Regions from separate parts of the Mus musculus genome. Here all the other regions are linked to region 3. Evidence: chromatin contacts called from public ChIA-PET and HiChIP or PLAC-seq data. All regions are on one chromosome and are shown on one strand. The core of a region is the stretch at or near the end of the contact, and the rest is flanking DNA. Distances in the headings are between cores, read along the strand shown.

What was found. ChIA-PET counts read pairs in DNA pulled down with a chosen protein or histone mark. HiChIP or PLAC-seq counts read pairs in DNA pulled down with a chosen protein or histone mark.
Region 1: a contact with region 3 is called in an RNA polymerase II ChIA-PET map of memory CD8 T cells, with 78 read pairs. The contact joins the promoter of Trp53inp1 here to the promoter of Virma in region 3. A contact is called at or near these places in 1 of 39 promoter capture datasets (pre-B cells), 1 of 484 Hi-C or Micro-C datasets (CD4 T cells), 5 of 115 datasets of contacts at active chromatin or transcription factors (CD4 single positive thymocytes, the SCID.adh cell line, effector CD8 T cells and 2 more) and 2 of 9 other capture datasets (adipose tissue and pancreatic islet).
Region 2: an H3K27ac HiChIP or PLAC-seq map of embryonic stem cells shows a contact between it and region 3, with 2.4 times the contacts expected there. The contact joins the enhancer-like site here to the promoter of Virma in region 3. A contact is called at or near these places in 5 of 39 promoter capture datasets (the C10 cell line, cranial neural crest, hippocampal neurons and 2 more), 3 of 115 datasets of contacts at active chromatin or transcription factors (the SCID.adh cell line, embryonic stem cells and pro-B cells) and 2 of 9 other capture datasets (adipose tissue and liver).

What each region holds. Positions count from the first base shown.
Region 1 is chr4:11,154,837-11,158,002 of GRCm38.p6, forward strand. It overlaps Trp53inp1 (transformation related protein 53 inducible nuclear protein 1), which reads left to right and starts at 1,605. Exons shown (of 4, transcript NM_021897.4): 1 at 1,605-1,711.
Region 2 is chr4:11,222,752-11,225,806 of GRCm38.p6, forward strand. Ints8 (integrator complex subunit 8) reads right to left here. Exons shown (of 27, transcript NM_001159595.1): 15 at 2,851-3,052; 16 at 1,015-1,136. Among named protein-coding and RNA genes, the nearest start is that of Ints8, 30 kb to the right of the region's middle. Within about 2 kb of position 1,675, at least 8 of the 459 cell types and tissues checked have an H3K27ac peak or open chromatin away from gene starts, as enhancers often do. A contact at or near this core is called in embryonic stem cells, where this site is marked.
Region 3 is chr4:11,484,165-11,487,342 of GRCm38.p6, forward strand. Virma (vir like m6A methyltransferase associated) reads left to right here and starts at 1,794. Exons shown (of 24, transcript NM_001347055.1): 1 at 1,794-1,941. The coding sequence starts at 1,879.

The DNA of each region.
Region 1 (3,166 bases), core at 355-2,854, 330 kb before region 3:
ATTTGATTTGCCAAAATCTAAAATCCAGACTGAGCACAGATCACCCTTGAAGCATGTATGGTCAAATGATCAACACATACTGATCATTACCTGAGTGTCAGACCAATTCTCTGACTCCCTGCAGAGAGCAGAGGGTCTTGGAGATCAAAACCCATTTCTCCCCTGGAAGGCTCGGTGTTTTAAGTGTTTTTTTGTGGTCTGGAATGGGTTCCCCTCTCCTAATTTGGGGTTGGTAAATTAAACAACAGGGAGCTGATGGGCCCACAGTTTCAGGAAAACATGTCCAGGACTAGCCTGGACCAATCACCAAGAAGAGAACCCCTGCTGACAGGAGAAAAAGCACACAAACAAGGTCTTTGTCTCATGTCAAGAGGACGAGGAAGAAGCCAGATATTTGTCATCTTTATCTATAACCTGTTTCTTTGTCCGCACATCTGTATAGCCCAGCGGTTCTCAACCTTGTTAATGCTGTGACCCTTTAATACAGTTCTCATGTTGTGGTGACCCAAATATAAAAACTGTTTTTGTTACTATTTCATAAGTATAATTTGCTACTGTGAATTGTAAATATCTGTGTTTTCCGATGATGTTTTCTTAGGTGACAAACAGGCTGTGACTCGATGGTCTATCCGAGACCTAGGAGTCTCTTGAGACTACCAAGGCCAGAAGATTACATCTCAGCCCCACAGAATCCATATAACTGACAGGACCAACATGACTCCTGTCACTCCTAGTTAATCCCCCAATGTATGTGCAGTAGAGCTTTGGATTAGACTCTCTTTATAAATGTAGTGTCTCATTTTCTTCTCACTATAAATAGCTGGTGAGGACCTAGGCGTCCTGTGAATGTTTACATTTTGTAAAAAAGGTCATAACCTCCTCAGTTCTTATAAGGCTTTAGATGCAGACCCCTGGGAAGAAACAGAGGTAATTCTTCACTCGGGGTTCCTCTTTTCGGAAGTTAAGGCCCTTTAGGCCGAGTTCTGGCCTCCTCTGCCCGACTTTTGTCTTTCTAGAGCAGACTCTTGGGGGGCAAGACCTGAGAGCTTCCTGTTCAAGTTCATAAGGCAGACTAGGCCCCGGCTTACTGTCTAAGGGGTGAGGAATGAGTGGGACACAGGCATCCCATGTATTTGGGGCCCTGACTTCTTTTAAAACAATGTCCAGCGGTGGGTTGCCTTCAGCATCGCGACTATTGGTTTCTCTCCACACTGACCAGAGGAGCAACTACTATCCCTAACCAGCCCCTCAGCAAAAGGGGGCTGAGTGCCTTGTACCCACACTCTGGGCTCCTCACTCAGCCGAAGCGGCTCCGGGGGTCGGGCTCTTCTCCTCTCGGTCCCGCCGGCTCCCACCACGGCCAGTCCCGGGCCGCTGTTCTTCCCCCTCCTCCCGCTCACCCGGAGTGTTCTCCGGCTCCCGCTTTGTTGCCCGGGCTTGTTTCTGCCCCGGGCGCGCCGCCGGCCCAGTGCCAGGTCACGTGCGTTAGTGACAACCTCTCGCAGGGCGGCCCCGGAGGCCCCCGCGCAGCCGATTGGTCGGCCTGCGGCTGGCGCGGCTCGGGGCGGGGCTGGGAAGCCGATCAGCTGTTCCCAGAGCTGCACAACAACAAAAGGACCCGGACGGGCCGGCGGCGGCCAGGGCAGCGACCGCAGCGCAGGAGCCCGGCCTGCCGCAGCTACCTCAGCACCCGCAGCTCTGCTCGGCTCACGTAAGTGCGGGCTACACAGGCGGGAGGGCGGCGGTTGGTTGCCCGCTCTCTGGCTTTCATGCCGGACTCTCTCCCTGCCGTGACGAGCACGGCGACACCGAGAACCTGCGGGTGACGGGAAACCTGCTCCGTTACCCGGAGACCCGCCCGACCCCTCCTGACCTCGCGCATCACCGAGCCTGCACCTGTGGGGAGAGCACTTCCCGTCGCTTCCGTCCTCATCAGTTTGGTCGCTGGCACTTGGGGTGTGCTAGAGACTGCTGTGGGTTCTAAATACTTCGTTTCAGTCGCGACCGCCCTGCGAGGCCCCAACATTGCTTATTTAAGCGGAGGAAACTTGGAGGCACAGAAAGTAATTTTAAGGCCACACAGCTAACTAAAAGGAAGCGGTGTTTACTATTTGCAGAGGGATTTCACGTGCAATTCCTTCATTTTGCTTCCACTTTCACGGTGTGTTTACTCCGTGTAAAAGTTCAGAGCAGATTAACGGGGAACCCCTTTCCACCTGTTAACTCCTTAAAGACTAAAGGAGTTCCTGGCTGAAAGAGCTCTTTCAGAATGCTGAGTAGTTTTGAGCTTGGGTCTTCGGACCGACATCATTACAAATGCCCCAAGATCTTTCTCCCCCCCCCCCCCCTTTGGTTTTATTCGAGACAGGGTTTCTCTGTATAGCCCTGGTTGTCCTGGAACTCACTTTGTACACCAGGCTGGCCTCGAACTCAGAAATCTGCCTGCTTCTGCCTCCCAAGTGCTGGGATTAAAGGCGTGCACCACCACGCCCGGCTATGCCCCCAAGATCTTAAAAATCACATCTTTGGTGGTGATTGTAAGGTGTGAAAACACTAGGCAGCTTGTACAAGCCTCAGCCACTATAATTTTCAAAGTCCTTGCTGGAAACCATGGCCTACTAATTTTTGTGACCAGTGTCTCTTTTGTTTTTCATCTTGTCTTTTACTCCTTTCTGCTCCCTAGTGTATTTCTCATGGAAACGACTGCTTTCAAAAGTTAAGGTTAACAAAGCAGTGAATTACCAACCTAACCGCTCTCTGTTCACTGTTTTCAGACTTCTGAACAGGATGTGGTAAGTCCTTGTAAATTAGCTAAATAGACAGAGGTGTAAGGAGCACAGGCAACTCTTTTGGCTTGGTATTTTTGTAGTTCAAAATTGATTTTTAAATTACTTGAATCAAAGGTGGCCCATGCCACCAAGTACTAAACAGGTGGCAGTGGGAGAATCAGTTCAAGGCCATCCCTTGTTTCTGACTAAAAGAACAAACCTTTTTATTAGCATCTTTGTTTTTTTGAACTGCTAGGTTCTCTTCTTCCACCATGTATATTCTGGGGATCACACTCAAGCCATCAGGCTTGCCACCATACACGTTGCCATGTTGAGTTATCTTTCTGGCCCATAAGAAATCATTTTTGTTTGTTTGTTTTGTTTTAATTTATTTATTA
Region 2 (3,055 bases), core at 425-2,924, 260 kb before region 3:
CGCAGAGGAGGTTAGCAGGACATGCACCTACCAAAGCACCGTAAAGGGCCTTGTGGTCAGACTGAAAATCTCAAGTGAGGCTGGAGAGACAGTTTAAGAGCACTGACTGCTCTTCCAGAGGATCCAAGGTGAATTCCCAGCACCCACATAGTTGCTCACAACCTTCTGCAACTCAAGTATAGGGGATCCAATGTCTCTTCTGGCCTTTGAGGACACCAGACATGTAAGAAGGGCACAGACATGCATGCAAGCAAAACACACATACATGTATAATAAAGTTTAAAAACAAAACAACAACAACCAAAACCTAACCGAGTTGTTGTCCCACAAGGTCAATACTGCTGGCACTCTGCTCCTGCTCCCTAGCCGTCTACTCAAGAGTGTCAGTGAACCTTGTGCCTGTGAAGCCTATGCTGTTGCCATTATATTACAACGTCTCCCTTTCTGATCAGAGGAGGCTAGATGGTCTTGTATTATTTCAAAAGAGACTATTTTAGTCATCTGCTAAAAAATTTCCCTTGGTTATATGATTATGTATTGTGTTAAAAGATAACACAGGCTTTACCCTCAACCTACTAGCCCAGCCACACTCTCAGGATGGTTCCCTTTCTTAATAGATAATAGACAATTTCTATTTTAAAAAGAAGGGGAAAGGGAGGTGGCAGAGACTGCATACACATCGCCCTCAGCATTTGTTGGGAACCTGAGGGAGACAAATCATTGAGTTTCAAGGCAGCAAGGTTTATATACTAAGACACTGTCACAAATCAAAGGGTGCTTGGGTTCTCATGTTCTTATACACACTAGGAAAGAGCTCTTGAAACTAAGCTACATCCCAGTACAAAACATGGACTTCTCTACCAACTGACAAGTGTGTGCCTTAATTAATGAGGTACTACAGAAATCAGACAAATTTCAGAGTGGTAGGAACTAATGAAATGGGTACATTAATAGAGTACTAACAATATAAAGTACCAATACTCTGATAATCATTTTAGATTAAACATTAATTACCTTTACATATGGGTTATTCTGAAATAAAAATGCAGGAACTTGCAGAGTAAGATATTCATTTTCTCTCCAGTTTAGCATAAAAGCAACACACTCTTCAGCTACAACTTGACGAAGGGGAATATCTAAAAAGCAAGGAAAGAAACAGTTTGAGAAGCCAAGCTTGGGAACAAAAGGTCTTTAATCTTAACACTCAGGGAGGCAGGAAGATTAGAAGTTCAAAGTCATCCTAGGCTACACAACAACTGTAAAGGCAGTGTGGGTTACAGAAGACCTTACCTATGAAGAATGAATGAATGAATAAATAAATAAATGTACTAGAAATAATTTAAAATACAAAAGTAGCATGGAAAAAAGTCACCAAAGCTTGTTTAACCACTGTTTCCTTTTAAATAAATATAATGACGCATGTTGTCAATTTTTATAGCTCAAACCAGTAATCAGATTGTACCATACTTTAGGAGTAAGAACATAACGCATCCTTAGTCACAATGCTAAGTCAATGAATCTGGTGCCTGCATCCAGAAGAGGTCATTGGCTCTCCTGGAACTGGAGTTGGAAATGGTTTCTGTAAGTCACATGTGAGTGCTGGGGACTGACCCCAGGTCCTCTCTAAGAGTAGCTAGTGCTGAACTGCTGAGTCATCTCACCAGCCCCTCTCGACCTTTTGTTCTGTTTTGTTTCAGACAGGTTCTCTCACTGAATCTGCAAAGGCATCCCTACACATACGCACACACTAGACAGACTTTTGTTTTTGCTTCTTTTTTAAATGAAAACACCTTTCTTTTCACATCCTGACCCACAGAGACAACAGTCTACAGTTCCAACTCTTCTAGTGGCACTGACAGCCTTGACCTCTCAGAGATTCACCTGCTTCTGCCTCCTGAGTGCTGGAACTAAAACCGTGTTACCACCAACCGGAGCTTCATAACAGGATATCATAAAAATGTAAGACCTAGCCGGGCGTGGTGGCGCACGCCTTTAGTCCCAGCACTCGGGAGGCAGAGGCAGGCGGATTTCTGAGTTCGAGGCCAGCCTGGTCTACAGAGTGAGTTCCAGGACAGCCAGGGCTACACAGAGAAACCCTGTCTCGAAAAAAACCAAAAAAACAAAAAAGACTGAGAGGCAGAAAGAGGCCCAACTGTAGGACAGGCAGAGTGGCCCAAATACTCAAGGGACAAAGGCAGAAAGATCACTTGAAGCCAACATAGCCAACACAGCATAAACTATCCTATGTCTTAGAAAATAAAATTACAACATGTAATTTTACTATATGTAATTTACATGTATTTTACAATGTAGTTTCTACAATGTGGTGAGTGGTCCAGCAAAAACTCATTTCACCCCAACCCCAAATCCTTAGAAACTTCTGAATGTACTCATACCAGGAAATAAGATTTCTACTTGTGTAACCAGTGAACCGAATTCATACTGGTTTAGGAAGACCTTAAATATAATCAACGTTCTCCTTCTAAGAGAAAAAGCAGCCACATGAAAACAAGAGCAGAGATCAGGGAGGTGCAGTTACAGCCATGTAACCCAGGAATCCCAGGAGAAACTAGAAACTAGGAAGTAGACAAAGTGTTTCCCATGTCTTCAGGAGCATGGCTCTGGGTCACACAGATTTCCAATTTTAAATCGCCTGGTTTGCATAGCCATTATGGAAACCCCAGGGAAGAAAGTTTCTCCCGTTACCAATATTCTCAATTCACTTTTAAACCCAAATTGTTCCAGGATAGAAATTTTCCTATAGAGGTAAAGTTACTGCAACAGACCCCTACCCAACACACACCCTACAATTAAGTAAATTTTGCATTTGGATTTGTTAACCAATCTTACCAGGAAGCCTCATTTCCAAATATCCTCGTACCCTACTGATAAGGTCAGAAGGAGGTCTCTCTCCTGACTGCCCCACTCCAGCCTCGTGAGTGCGAATATCTAAAAGCAGCATCTCATTCAGCATAACCTGGCGGAGTTTTGGTGAGAACTCTGTCACCAGCTCCAAACAAGCTGTAAAGAGCTGTTTGGAGTGAGGAAAGTCCTA
Region 3 (3,178 bases), core at 544-3,043:
AAAGGGCACATCCCTGGAATCCCAACGTTGGGAGGTGGAAATAGGAGATGTACAATTTTCACATCAGCTTGGGCTACTTAACTGGCTTAAAAAAATTGTGGGTTAGGGATATAGATCCTTTTAGAGTACTTGCCTAACCTCAAGATCCTAGGTTTGATTTCCAGAACTGGAGAAAAACAAGAGTATGAGTGGACTTTTAGACTTAAAGGTATTTCTTTGGTTTTGTTTTTTGTTTTTCCTAGCTGAGGGAGAAGAATATGCACGTTTACTTGCTGTTCCCTCCCCACATAGTCTTGTTAAGCAGAAGATAGACATGAAAAACGTCGGTAAAAGGGGAATCCCACAGACAGCTTGAGTCCTGTTCCTTGTTTAGATAGCCTGCCAGTCTATTGTAAAATCCTGGCCTCAGCCTTCAGTGTGAAACCTCAATTTTATTTTTTTTTTATTTTTTTTATTTTTTTAAAGATTTATTTATTGATTATATGTAAGTACACCGTAGCTGTCTTCAGACACTCCAGAAGAGGGCGTCAGATCTCGTTATGGATGGTTGTGAGCCACCATGTGGTTGCTGGTATTTGAACTCTGGACCTTTGGAAGAACAGTCGGGTGCTCTTACCCACTGAGCCATCTCACCAGCCCCCGAAACCTCAATTTTAAAAAGAAGAAAATGTCCTAAGGGAAGGTCATGAGATCAAATACAAGACCTTGAACAAATCTAACAAATGAATAGACAGTGTCTAGTTGAAAGCAATTCTGGCAAACATACAGGAGAATGGAGACATTTTAAGCCTCCTCAGCAGAGCACGACAAAGAGACAGTTATATAAACCCTGAGAGGGAGATAGCCTAGGCACTGAGCTGATCCACCCCACTCTCTCCCTGATGGCCTGTTCCTACTTTTGCTGATCTGCTTTTGTTTTGCTACAACTTTGTGTCTTGATGGGTGGTTCCTGAGAGGACCAGAATAGAGAAAAATTCCTTCTTAACACTCCCTAGGACTATGTATAGTTTCAAGTGTCCAGCACTTGACAGAGAAACTATTCATAAAATTAAAACAAACACACTTTTTATTTTGAGGCAGGGTCTCACGGAGTAGTAGTCTAGGCTGGTCTGAAGCTCAAACTCTTCCTTTGTCCTTTAAATGCTGGAATTGGCAGACTGCTTGTCAGCCAGAAATAGACTTTGTGCTCTCTCTTATATTCGTGACGTTTCATTTATATACCTTTTTGAACCTTATAAGAATTAATCCTCATAATCAGCTCGTGGGATTATTCATCATATTTAACATTTTCATAAACGAGAAAATTTTCCTTTCGTTTGCTGAGACAAGTTGTCTCCCTCCCTCTTTCTCCCTTTCCCTCATTTTTTGAGACACGGTCTCATGTAGCTCAAGCTGGGATTCAACTCCTGGCTGGCCTTGTGTGTGCTCTTTTCTTCTCTTTGAAAACAGTGTCTTTTCAGATTCCCTCATTGCATGGTTTTGTTTGGAGAGCATGCCTCGTGGGAGGCATACGGTGCCGTGTGTCTAGATTTGGCACACTTTCCTATCTTCTAGAACTCATCGCCTCTCGCAGGCGTCGTGGCTCCGCTACTCCGGAGAACCACGGGATTTGGACCACTGCAAACACCGTAGTCCCCGCCCCTCTTTTTTTTTTTTTTTCCCTGCCCCTTTGGGCTCGCAGAAGGCGCCCTCCGCCGCGCTGGAGGAGGCGGGGCTTACGGCTTAAGTCAGCAAGCTGCGATGGGATTGGTGGAGGCTTGAGACGACAGCGTCCTGTTTACCGGAAGTACTGCAGTTTTCCCCCTAGCTGGAGCCTCGGCCTGGGAGGTTGGAGAGCTGCCCCGGAAGTCATCTCCCGGTCCCCCGCCCGCGGCAGACATGGCGGTGGACTCGTCTATGGAGCTGCTATTTTTAGATACTTTTAAACATCCGAGCGCTGAGGTAAGGCCTCGCGACCCGATTTCGACACGGCCCCTCAGTTCCGGTACCCCTGCTGCGGAGTCGGGGGCCGTCCGGGCGGTGTCCTCCCTCAGTCGCGCGCGCGCGGGGGTCCTCTGGTCCACACCCCCTCCCCCAGCCCGGTGCGAGCCCGGTGGCCCTGGGCGGCGGCCCTGCCTTTCTCGGCTTTGATTTGGGGCCCGCGGCTTCAGTCGAGTCAGTCGCGCTGCTGACAGTTTGTCCTGTCAGCGTTGAGTCCTGCGGAGGGTCCTTGGTCTCAGGTGTACTTCGGGTGGGATGCAGGCGTGAGCTTGGGCATCTGGTTTTTGACAGTAGTGTCGGGTTCTGGATGCCCTCAGGGTACGGACTATCCAGGATCCTAAGTCCTCTTCTATCTCTCTTCTAACGGCGGTCTCATTGCTCAATTTGTCATAGCACTTCAATAGTTTGGGAAGGAATTCACCTATTAGGACATGACAGATCTACGAGAATCTCCTTTGCGTGGAGGACACTTGCGAATCATGCAGTATTGAAGGACTAAAGACTGTCATTAGAAAGCAAGTCTGTTGTTTTCAGGGGACGAAGGTGGGGTGTTGCGTAGTTTTGTGTACAGAATTACTTTAGCGTCCCTGAAAGGCCTTGGAATTCTTAAGTTGAATGTACTGAATGTAGCGAATTAACGAAGATTCGCAAAAATGAACTATAACGAAGTCCACAGAGAAATTCGGCTGCGAGGAAGAGAGAGTAAATGAACAAGCCTCATATTTGTTTGTTTCACCGGAAACCTAATCATTTCGAGAGTCATTCTTTGGGGATTGTCTTGTTTCTATGAAGACTGTATTCTTTTTTTTTTTTTTTTTTAAGATTTATTTATTTTATGTATGTGGGTACGCTGTCGCTGTCTTAAGACACACCAGAAGAGGGCATCAGATTCCTTGTGAGCCATCATGAGGTTGCTGGGACTTGAACTCAGGACCCCTGGAAGAGCAGTCAGTGCTCTTAACCGCTGAGCCATCTCTCCAACCCTACTGTACTCTTAATATGACAACATGAAAGTAGGGTAGAGTGTCTCCTATTCTTTCTCGGTTGTATGTCCTGGGTTTAGACCGTACCTAGGAAAACATAAGCATCTGAATGAGAAGAGATTTAAAATGTTCTCTTATGAAGTAATGAAATGAGTACGGCTGCATTTTCTTGAATAAATGAATGAGTGACTGCTGGGCTATGTAATTCCAGCCAG